Regions from separate parts of the Bos taurus genome. Here region 1 is linked to region 2. Evidence: chromatin contacts called from public Hi-C data. All regions are on one chromosome and are shown on one strand. The core of a region is the stretch at or near the end of the contact, and the rest is flanking DNA. Distances in the headings are between cores, read along the strand shown.

Region 1 (4,962 bases), core at 263-2,762, 140 kb after region 2:
GTCTTCCGCCCAGGGATCGAACCGGAGTCTCCTGCATTGGCAGGCAGATTTCTTTACCACTGAGCCACCTGGGAAGCCCTCAAGATAGATGGTAGCATTTATTTTATTTAAAGGTTTGTTAGTTTCCCCCCAAGCCCCACAGATGGGACATGCAGAAATTCTGCATGGGACATGCAGAAATTCTTTCATGCAGATTCCCTTCCTCTTAATAAAAATAAGAAAACATACAATCAGACTATCCTAGGGTTTTTTTGTTTTTGTTTTCATTTTGCCTCCTGATTCAGGAATTCCTCTGCCTCATCAGCAGTTTTGCCTGGGATGCTAGTTACCTAGCTTCTGGACCTATCTGAGTTCAGCTGAACCAGGAGAGGCCTCGGAATGTGCCTCTGACAGGTACCCCAGAGGCTTCATGCAGCTCCTGACTCAGTGGTACCTCGGCCCTGTCTGAATTTTAAAACTGACTGAGAAACTCAGAAAAATCCTGCAGGGGGAGGCTCCCTGAAATAGGCATCTCCAGGGCAGGGGCCCAGGCCTGCAGGCTGCCCTGCACCCCACGACTTGCCAAGGTTGAGAAGCAAGTCTGCCAGGCTTGATGGTTCTCTCTGCGAGGAGCCCAGCCTTTGCTCTCCTAGTGGAAGGGAGCCTGTCGGGTCTTCAGTCTCTGCAGGCACTGTTGTTAAGCCCGATCCCGCCACCTAATTAACACTTGTTTATATTAAACAAGCGTTAGCTGCCGAATGCAGAGAAGGGGGTGGTCCTTTTTGAAGTTTCTAGTTGCTGACTTTATAAGATCTGGCCTCAAGTGGGGCTTCTGGAAACTCATCAACCCGACACAGCAGCTAACAAGTCCTTCGACAAGTTTCTGTCGCAGGCAAGGCCATCTCCCGAGGAACAACCCAACCTGCGGAGGTTCCCCCTCCCCCCCGCAACACCTCTTAACCCGGCAGCGCGGTGGCGCAGGAGGGCGTGGACAGCTTCCCGGGTTTGGGTGCTCCTCGTCAAGGTGTTAAAACAAAGAGGATCGTTGTGTTTCTTGGAACTGGTCTAAATGTCTCTGTTTAAGATCTAGGGAACCGCATTTCCGTTCGTTTTCTGCTCGTGAAGGGTACCAACCTGGTGATGGCGCCGTGACACGGCCGCGGCCCCCAGCCTCTCCTGCCGGTTCCTTTAATTAGGAGAAATTAAGTGGGGCTGCTACATATTTTGAGAATAAATAACACTATTTAAACGCAGGCAGCCTTAACCACTAACTTAACCGCTGAGTTCTCGCTGCTACATGTCTCCTAAGTAGATCGGCATAATCTTCACTAGGACTTAAAATGCATCACATTCGTTCCGGAGCTCGGAACCCGCAGCCGACGCGAGCCCCGGGAGGGCTTAATGACTTTAATTATGGCGAGAAATACCTTCTCCGGGCGGGAGGGGCGCGGCCGGCGGGGTGGGGTCAGAGGAGGCCGGATGGGAGCCCGGCTCCCCCCCCAACCCCCGCCCCCCCGAAGACGGCCCCGCGGCGTGGGGGGAGGGCCTCGGAGTTCTGAGCGGTGTTTGTGGCTTCGGCGCTTTGATCTCCGGCCAGGGAAACCTGGAAGGTCAGGCCGGGCTGCAGCCAAGCCCCGGAGCCTGGAGCCGGTGGAGCGGGCCGGGCCGCACCACCCACCCGGCTCCCCCATCCGCCTCCTCCCGCCCCCGGAAGGTGAGCCCGCTTGGCCGCCCGACACCCCCACTTCCCCACACCCACCCCCTCACTGGGTTGGAGCTGTTTTGCGTTGGTCTCCCTTTAGGCAGTGGATTAGGGTCTCCAAGTCGTGGCAGTAAACCAGACACATGCCCTGCAAATTTTGTTCAGTAACTACCCTATCTGTCCTACATACTGGAAACGAAACCAGGTTATTTTCTTAAGCTCTGTGCCCCTCCCCACCTCCTCTCCCTCCTAACCCTCCCCTGCAGAACCCCACCCCCCCCTCCCCGCCCCCGCAGAGCAGCAGGTGATTCCGCTGCCCGGTTAGAGTGTTAGGGTCTTTTTTTTTTTTTTGGTTTTTTTTTTTTTTCCTGGCCAATTCTTCTGACGCCCGCCCCCTCCTTGGCACCAGGCTTTTCTCACCGGTTACCCATGGGCGCCGGTGTGTGACCTCATTTCCTATGGAATGAAAGGTTTCTGTAGGAAAACAGGGCACTTGGTGAGACGGGCCTTGCAAGCCCCCTCGGCTGGCAAAGAGTGTCCCCTGTCGTGCGGTGACTCATGCTTCAGGGCGCAGCGGCGGACCAGAAAGCCCAAGAGCCCCGTGCCTGGGTGGTCACTCAGCCGAGAACACAGGGGAGGAGGAGGAAAGGAAAAAGTGAGGAGGGCAGCTTTAGAATCCACTTAGCGGTGTCCAGAGGGAGGGGCACGCAGGGACCTGGGGAGCTCTGGCTTGTTTGTGCTAGGATGGGACCAGCCAAGAGACTGGTGAGCATCAGGCAGGGTGTCTCCGCGTCTGGCTGGTGGTCTCTGTGTGTGGACAGGCCCCTGCCCCAGTGGCAGCCTGAGCAGGGCTTGTTAGGGGGCCCTGCGTTGCTGGCAGGGACCGTGCCTGGAGGTTCACGCCTCAGGTGGACGAGCCTCACAAGCCTGCACTTTTGGTCTCTCATGGCTCTGCCCAAGGGCATGTTTGAGTCTGGGGGTTTGGAATCTGCCGCCCGTTCTGGGATCTTGACAGCAGGGTGGGTGGGCAGCCCAGTGTCCACACGCTGCCCCTCTGTGTCATGCAGGCCAGTTTCTCCCATCAGTCTTCGAGGAGGAAGGAAAGCCAGGTTTTCCTAAGTGACGAGAGGACAGTGAAAATGCACATCTCCTGCCGTCTGTGCCCGCGCATGTACCTGGAGGTGGTGGTTTGCTCAGCTGTCCTCTGCTGAGAGTTGTCAGGGAGGCTTGCGCTCCTCCCAGGAGTAGAAGGGGAACATGCAACGAGTGCCCTGACATCAGAGACCTGCCCACAAGAGGCCTGGGACCCCATAAAGATCCCCAGTGAGGCAGAGCCACTCTCAGGGACTGGGGTGGAGGTTCCCCAGAGAGAATAATTCCTGAGTTAGAACCAACCACCAGTAGAAGGCCCGTACGCAAGCACTGCAGCAGAAGACCCGGCCGCGGCTCATAAGAAACCAAACTGCCAACATCTGCCCAGCGGAGGATCCCGACTTCCGAGAAGATCTGGTAGAGAATGAACCTTCGGCCACTCGGAAAGTCAGAGGAAATAGGAGACCAGGTGGCCTGGAGCGAGCCACAGCCCGTGCTTGGAACAGCAGGGCTCGGTGTGTTTGATGCTAACCCCGGGGGCGAAAGCTCATCCTTTTTAGGTCAATCAACAGACGTTTCTAGGCCATTTTACCCTGTGCCAGGCTCTTTGCTGGATTCTGGGAATGGAGCGGGAAAGAAGTCTGAGGCCTTGGCTGCCCTCTAGTGAGGGAGGCACTTTAAGTAAACAGTGACAGTGTGATGTCACAAGAGCTGTTCCAGTGGGACCGAGCGGGCCAGGGTGTGGAGAGGAGCACCTGCGGCTGTGAGAGCTGGAGGAGGCCCGGCTGGCTACGGGCGAGAGTGGGCAAGGAGCTGCAGAAGCCCCGCCTCGTCAGGCTCCGGGGCTGGTGGGTTGAGTTCGCGGAAAGCCGGCGGAGTCACATCCTATTCTGATTTTTTGGAGGATAGCCGATTAACAGTGTCGTGCTGCTTCCAGGTGGGCGGCAGAGGAGCTCAGCCGAACATGCACGTGGATCCATTCTCCCCAAACCCCCTTCCCAGCCAGACTGCCGCGTGACGTTGAACAGAGTTCCCTGGGTGTACTGTAGGACCCCGGTGGTTACCCGTTTTAAATAGAGCTCACGTCTTATTCTAAGAGCATCACAGAGTCATTCAGGAGAGTGGGGCAGGGCAGGTCTGCGATTCAGAGAATGCCCTCTTGTGCTGCATGGAGACCCTGTGGGGGGTGGGGGGCGCTGGGGGAAGGTGGGGTGGGCTACGGAGCCCCCAGGGGGGTGGTGGTTGTGACTCACGTGAGAACTGTAGTGTCCGATACAGGATGGCAGTAGTGGGGCTGGGAAAACAACGAATGGATGTGGAAGACGGAAGCAGCAAAACTTGGTGAGCGGCTGAGCGTCGGGGTGAGGGCAAAGGGGTGTGGTTCAGCCTGGCCCCTGCATGGCGCTCGTGGGGCACCTTTCTCCAGAGAGAGCCCTGGCTATAAGAAGGCCAGGACCACGTGAAGGGTAGGCACATGCACCTCTATCAGCCTGAGCTGGAACAGTGAGCTTTGCCCCAGGAACAGCTGCAGAAGGAACCTGGGGACCCGCTGAAGCAGGAAGCTGCTGCCAGGTCGTGGACACTAAGCCCTGGGCCTCTGGTGCCATCTTGGATTCCCCATGACCATGGTTTCTGCCACTGTGGGTCATACGGCTGTGTATGCTGGAGGAGGGCTGCACGTGAACACTCTTGAGTAAGAAAGGGGGAGACCTCAGTGCCCTTACCCTGCTGCTTGCCAACCGAGATCTCTTCCCCCTCCCAGGACAACAGCAGGTGTGTGGAGACAGACGCCTCTAGAAGGTCCTGGCTTGGATCCTTCCTGGGGTGCCTGGCACACACTTGGCCTTCTTAAGTAGTTGTCACATTGCACTGTATACAGCTGACCCTCAAGTAACACAGGTTTGAAACATGGGTCCACTTAGACACGGGTGTTTTCAGTGGGCAATAGTACAATGCTGCATAACCCAGGGGCTTGAATCTGCGAACACGGAACCATGGACATGGAGGAACCTTGGAGATTGAGGAGCCGAGTATACAGAGGGTGACTCTAAGTTCCATGGCGATTTCCCTTCGGTTGTGCAGAGGGTCAGCGCCCTGACCCCTGCATTATTTGAGGGTCAACTGTTAATTGAGTGTTTTCACACCAGGGACCACCTCCTTTAGACATTGTCTTCCAGGTCAAAATGTAG
Region 2 (4,907 bases), core at 1,615-4,114:
ATTTTGATGCCATTATACATGGTGCTTTTTCATATTTCACTTTAAAATTGTTTTTGTGTAGAAATCCAGCTATTATATCAACCTTGTATCTAGCAAACTTGCTAAATTAACTTCTTTTACAGTTTATGTTTCATTCATTTGAACTTTCTGCATGCACAATCAGGGGAGTATTGCATGCTGCTGCTGCTAAGTCGCTTCAGTCGTGTCCGACTTTGTGTGACCCCATAGATGGCAGCCCACCAGACTCCTCTGTCCCTGGGATTCTCAGGCAAGAACACTAGAGTGGGTTGCCATTTCCTTCTCCAATGCATGAAAGTGAAAAGTGAAAGGGAAGTTGCTCAGTCGTGTCCGACTCTTAGCGACCCCATGGACTGCAGGCTACCAGGCTCCTCCGTCCATGGGATTTGCCAGGCAAGAGTACTGGAGTGTAGGGTGCCATTGCCTTCTCCGTCTGTGTATCCATACCATATGGTTTAAATATTGCCTCTTGAATGGCCTAAAGAACTGTGGTAAATATTTGTGATGAGAGCAGACACTGTCATCTCATTCTCCATCTCAGAAAGAAAGCTTTCAAAGTTACCATTAAGTATATTTGCTAAAGGTTTCCAGTGGGTCAGATTTAATGAGACCTCTTCTGCTTTCTCAATTCAGTTCAGTTCAGTCACTCCGTTGTGTCCGACTCTTTGCGACCCCATGAATCACAGCACACCAGGCCTCCCTGTCCATCACCAACTCCCGGAGTTCACCCAGACTCACGTCCATCGAGTCAGTGATGCCATCCAGCCATCTCATGCTCTGTCATCCCCTTCTCCTCCTGCTCCCAATCCCTCCCAGCATCGGAGTCTTTTCCAATGAGTCGACTCTTCACATGAGGTGGCCAAAGTATTGGAGTTTCAGCTTCAGCATCATTCCTTCCAAAGAAATCCCAGGGCTGATCTCCTTCAGAATGGACTGGTTGGATCTCCTTGCAGTCCAAGGGACTCTCAAGAGTCTTCTCCAACACCACAGTTCAAAAGCATCAATTCTTTGGCGCTCAGCCTTCTTCACAGTCCAACTCTGACATCCATACATGACCACAGGAAAAACCATAGCCTTGACTAGACGGACCTTTGTTGGCAAAGTAATGTCTCTGCTTTTGAATATGCTATCTAGGTTGGTCATAACTTTCCTTCCAAGGAGTAAGTCTCTTTTAATTTCATGGCTGCAATCACCATCTGCAGTGATTTTGGAGCCCCAAAAAATAAAGTCTGACACTGTTTCTACTGTTTCCCCATCTATTTCCCATGAAGTGATGGGATTGGACGCCATGATCTTCATTTTCTGAATGTTGAGCTTTAAGCCAACTTTTTCACTCTCCACTTTCACTTTCATCAAGAGGCTTTTGAGTTCCTCTTCACTTTCTGCCATAAGGGTGGTGTCATCTGCATATCTGAGGTTATTGATATTTCTCCCGGCAATCTTGATTCCAGCTTGTGCTTCTTCTAGTCCAGCGTTTCTCATAATATACTCTGCATATAAGTTAAATAAGCAGGGTGACAATATACAGCCTTGACATACTCCTTTTCCTATTTGGAACTAGTCTGTTGTTCCATGTCCAGTTCTAACTGTTGCTTCCTGACCTGCATACAGATTTCTCAAGAGGCAGGTCAGGTGGTCTGGTATTCCCATCTCTTTCAGAATTTTCCACAGTTTATTGTGATCCACACAGTCAAAGGCTTTGGCATAGTCAATAAAGCAGAAATAGATGTTTTTCTGGAACTCTCTTGCTTTTTCCATGATCCAGCGGATGTTGGCAATTTGATCTCTGGCTTCTGCTTTCTAGACCTTTCCAAAAGATGACTCATAGAGATAAGAGCTGAGATAATATACTTCTAACTCTTACCAGTGGTTCTCTCAGGATGCATGTGTGGGGACAGGTTGTATGACATTGTTCTTGTTCAGTCACTAAGTCGTTGTCCAACTCTTTGTGACCCCATGGACTGCAGCACACCAGGCTTCCCCGTCCTCCACTATCTCCCAGAGTTTGCTCAAACTCATGTCCACTGAGTCAGTGATGCCATCCGACCATTTCATTGTCTATCGCTCCTTCTCCTCCTGCCTTCAATCTTTTCCAGCATCAAGGTCTTTTCCAATGAGTCGGCTCTTTGCATCAGGTGGCCAAAGTATTGGAGCTTCAGCATCAGTGCTTTCAATGAATATTCAGGGTTGATTCCTTTAGGATGTATGACATTACTTGTTTAGTTGATAAGTCACGTCAGACTCGTTGTGACCCCATAGCCTGCAGCCTGCCAGGCTCCTCTGTCCTTGGGATTTCCTAGGCAAGAATACTGGAGTAGATTGCCATTTCCTTCTCCATCTGACATTACTTGCTAAGATAAAATTACTTTAGCATAGGAATAATTTACCATGAACCTAGATTTATTTTGTCACTAGAAAAAAATAAAGCCAAAGAGCAATTTAAACTAACATTACATAACAGGCATCAAATAGTGAAATAGATCGTTCTTTGACGAAGCTTTGTGAAGACATGTCCAAGAACATATTTTTCACTAAACCTTTCCCATCATCACATCCTTAGACTCTGTTTCAACTATTTCTTTCTAATTTATGATGAACTGCAGCAAGTAGGGAGATTTGGTCTCTGGGCTGGACACTGTTGGTGCCCTGCCCACTGGTACACCCACTTCCCAGCTGTTGTGGGTGTTGGCTGCTAAAAGCTCATGGCTCCATCCTTCTCTGGAGGATTCTCTTAGCTAACAGGAGCTGCCCTGCCAGGAGATGCCTGAGAGGTTACACACACGGCCCGGGTGGCCCTTGGCCAATGATTGACTAACAGGGTGGGGTTTAAAGTCCGGCTCCCTGGCCTCAGGGCAGGACAGACTCTGCAGTGTAATAAATACCCCCGAGCTCCCTGTGGGATCAGGCTGTGGTTAGACCTCTCCTGAAAGCACGCATCTGCTCAGTTTCCTCCCTGGCTCTGTCCTGCTTCTTTCAGTTCCTCCCATGTTCCTCCCTAGGGTCCTTCCTCAATAAATCTCTTGCACTAGAATCTCTGGCTGTCCCAGTCTCTGAGCGGGCTCCCTTTGTCCAGCACCCACCTGAGCCATCTGTGATTGGGGGGTGGAGCGGGGTGCAGAGTTAGGCAGCCAGGGAAGAGCTGGGGAGTGATGTTGTGGTTGGATCAGGGGGTCCCCGGGAGGGGCAGCCATAAAGAAGGAGGAGATAACTCATCCAAGAGGGGAAGTGGGATCTTAGGTTAGGTCTGTCTGACTCTAAAGCCTGAGTTTGTAACTATGACCTTGGACTCCTCTTCACTCTCTGCCCATACTTTCTAAAGTTTTGAACAGCAACTTTCCTGAAAACCCTAAAGGGGGTCTCCTTCATCCACGCAGCTTCTAAAGCATTGCTGCAAGTTGTATGCCCAAGAGGGCGCTGCCCCGCCAGGACTGTCCTGTGGCTGAGGAACCGGCCCACTTTGACTCAGCCCAGACACCAGACCAGCAGGTCGGCAGGGAAGCAATGGTGTTGGGACAACAGACTCTTTGTACGGGAAGAAAACAGGATCGGCTCACTCTGTCCCATCAGACCATGAACGAATTTCAGATGCATCAAAGCTCCCTCTGTGGAACATGAAACCTTACAATTTTGGCAGAAATTTTAACAAACATATTTGGAACATCAGAATGGAATGGATCTCTTAAAGAAGATGCAAAAACTGCAGACTGTTAAGGAAAAGATGGTTAAATCTGACTGTATCAAGATTAAAAGCATCTGTGTGACAAATCCCATGGTAAAGGGAAAAGTGACTGTGACCGTTTCTGACTTACTACTGGGGAGTCAGAAATGTGGAGAAAGCCCATCTAGAGCCTGTGCTCCGCAACAGGAGAGTAGCCTCTGTGTGCCGCAACTGGAGAAAGCCCGTTGGCTTTCAGAGGGCATTCAGAGGAGGAAACAATTTCTGGGCAAAAGTTACATTAGTGGAACCTTGCAGGTGACAGGAGGGTGAGGCGGGGAATGTGGGGAGGGCATCAGAGTCTGATGGAACGGGATTTCTTTCCTTGCTTCCTGAACAGAAAGCTTGACGTTGGCCTCTTGACTCTGTCAGCCTTCCCGAAATTGATCTACAGCTTTGTGCTGCAACAAAGACCCAGAGCAGCTGAAAGCAATTGATTAATTAAATGCTGGAGAGGGTGTGAGAAAAGGGACCCTCCTGTACTGTTGGTGGGAATGTAAGTTGGTGCAGCCACTATGAAAACCAGTATGAAGTTTCCTCAAAAAATTAAAAATAGAGCTATCATAAAATCCAGAAATCCCACTCCTGGGCATCTATCTGGAAAAGATGAAAACTCTAATTCAAAAAGACACATGCACCGCAATGTTCAGGGCAGCACTGTTTACAAGAGCCAAGACCTGGAAACAACTGAAGTGTCCATGGACAGATAAATGGGTGAAGAAGATGTGGTCCATATACGCAACGGAATATTACTCAGCCGTAAAAAAAGAATGATATATTGCCATTTGCAGCTACATGGATGCACCTAGAGATTGTCATACTGTGTAAAATAAGTCAGAGAAAGACAAATATCATCTGATATCAGTTATGTATGGAATCCTAAAAATTAAATACAAGTGAATTTATTTACAAAACAGAGACAGACTCACAAACATAGGAGACAAACTTATGATCACGAAGGGGAAAGGGGGAGGGATAGATTAGGAGTTTGGGATTAACAGAAACTCCCTGCTGTAAACAACAAGGACCTGCTGTATGGCACAGGGAACTATATTCAGTATCTTGTAATAACCTATAATGGAAAGAATCTGAAAAAGAAGGGCTTCCCTGATGGCTCAGTGGTAAAGAATCCGCCTGCCAATTTAGGAGACATGGGTTTGATCCCCGATCTGGG

The links. A called contact is a pair of places that touch in the nucleus more often than the background predicts.
Region 1: a contact with region 2 is called in a Hi-C map of liver, with 5 times the contacts expected there. The contact joins two enhancer-like sites. A contact is called at or near these places in 7 of 11 Hi-C or Micro-C datasets (8-cell embryo, blastocyst, blood and 4 more).

What each region holds. Positions count from the first base shown.
Region 1 is chr17:68,380,654-68,385,615 of ARS-UCD2.0, forward strand. All of the region lies in intron 2 of ZNRF3 (zinc and ring finger 3), which reads left to right. Among named protein-coding and RNA genes, the nearest start is that of C17H22orf31, 25 kb to the right of the region's middle. Within about 2 kb of position 1,513, at least 53 of the 102 cell types and tissues checked have an H3K27ac peak or open chromatin away from gene starts, as enhancers often do. A contact at or near this core is called in liver and skeletal muscle, where this site is marked.
Region 2 is chr17:68,236,562-68,241,468 of ARS-UCD2.0, forward strand. No RefSeq gene overlaps it. Among named protein-coding and RNA genes, the nearest start is that of ZNRF3, 20 kb to the right of the region's middle. Within about 2 kb of position 2,865, at least 31 of the 102 cell types and tissues checked have an H3K27ac peak or open chromatin away from gene starts, as enhancers often do. A contact at or near this core is called in liver and skeletal muscle, where this site is marked.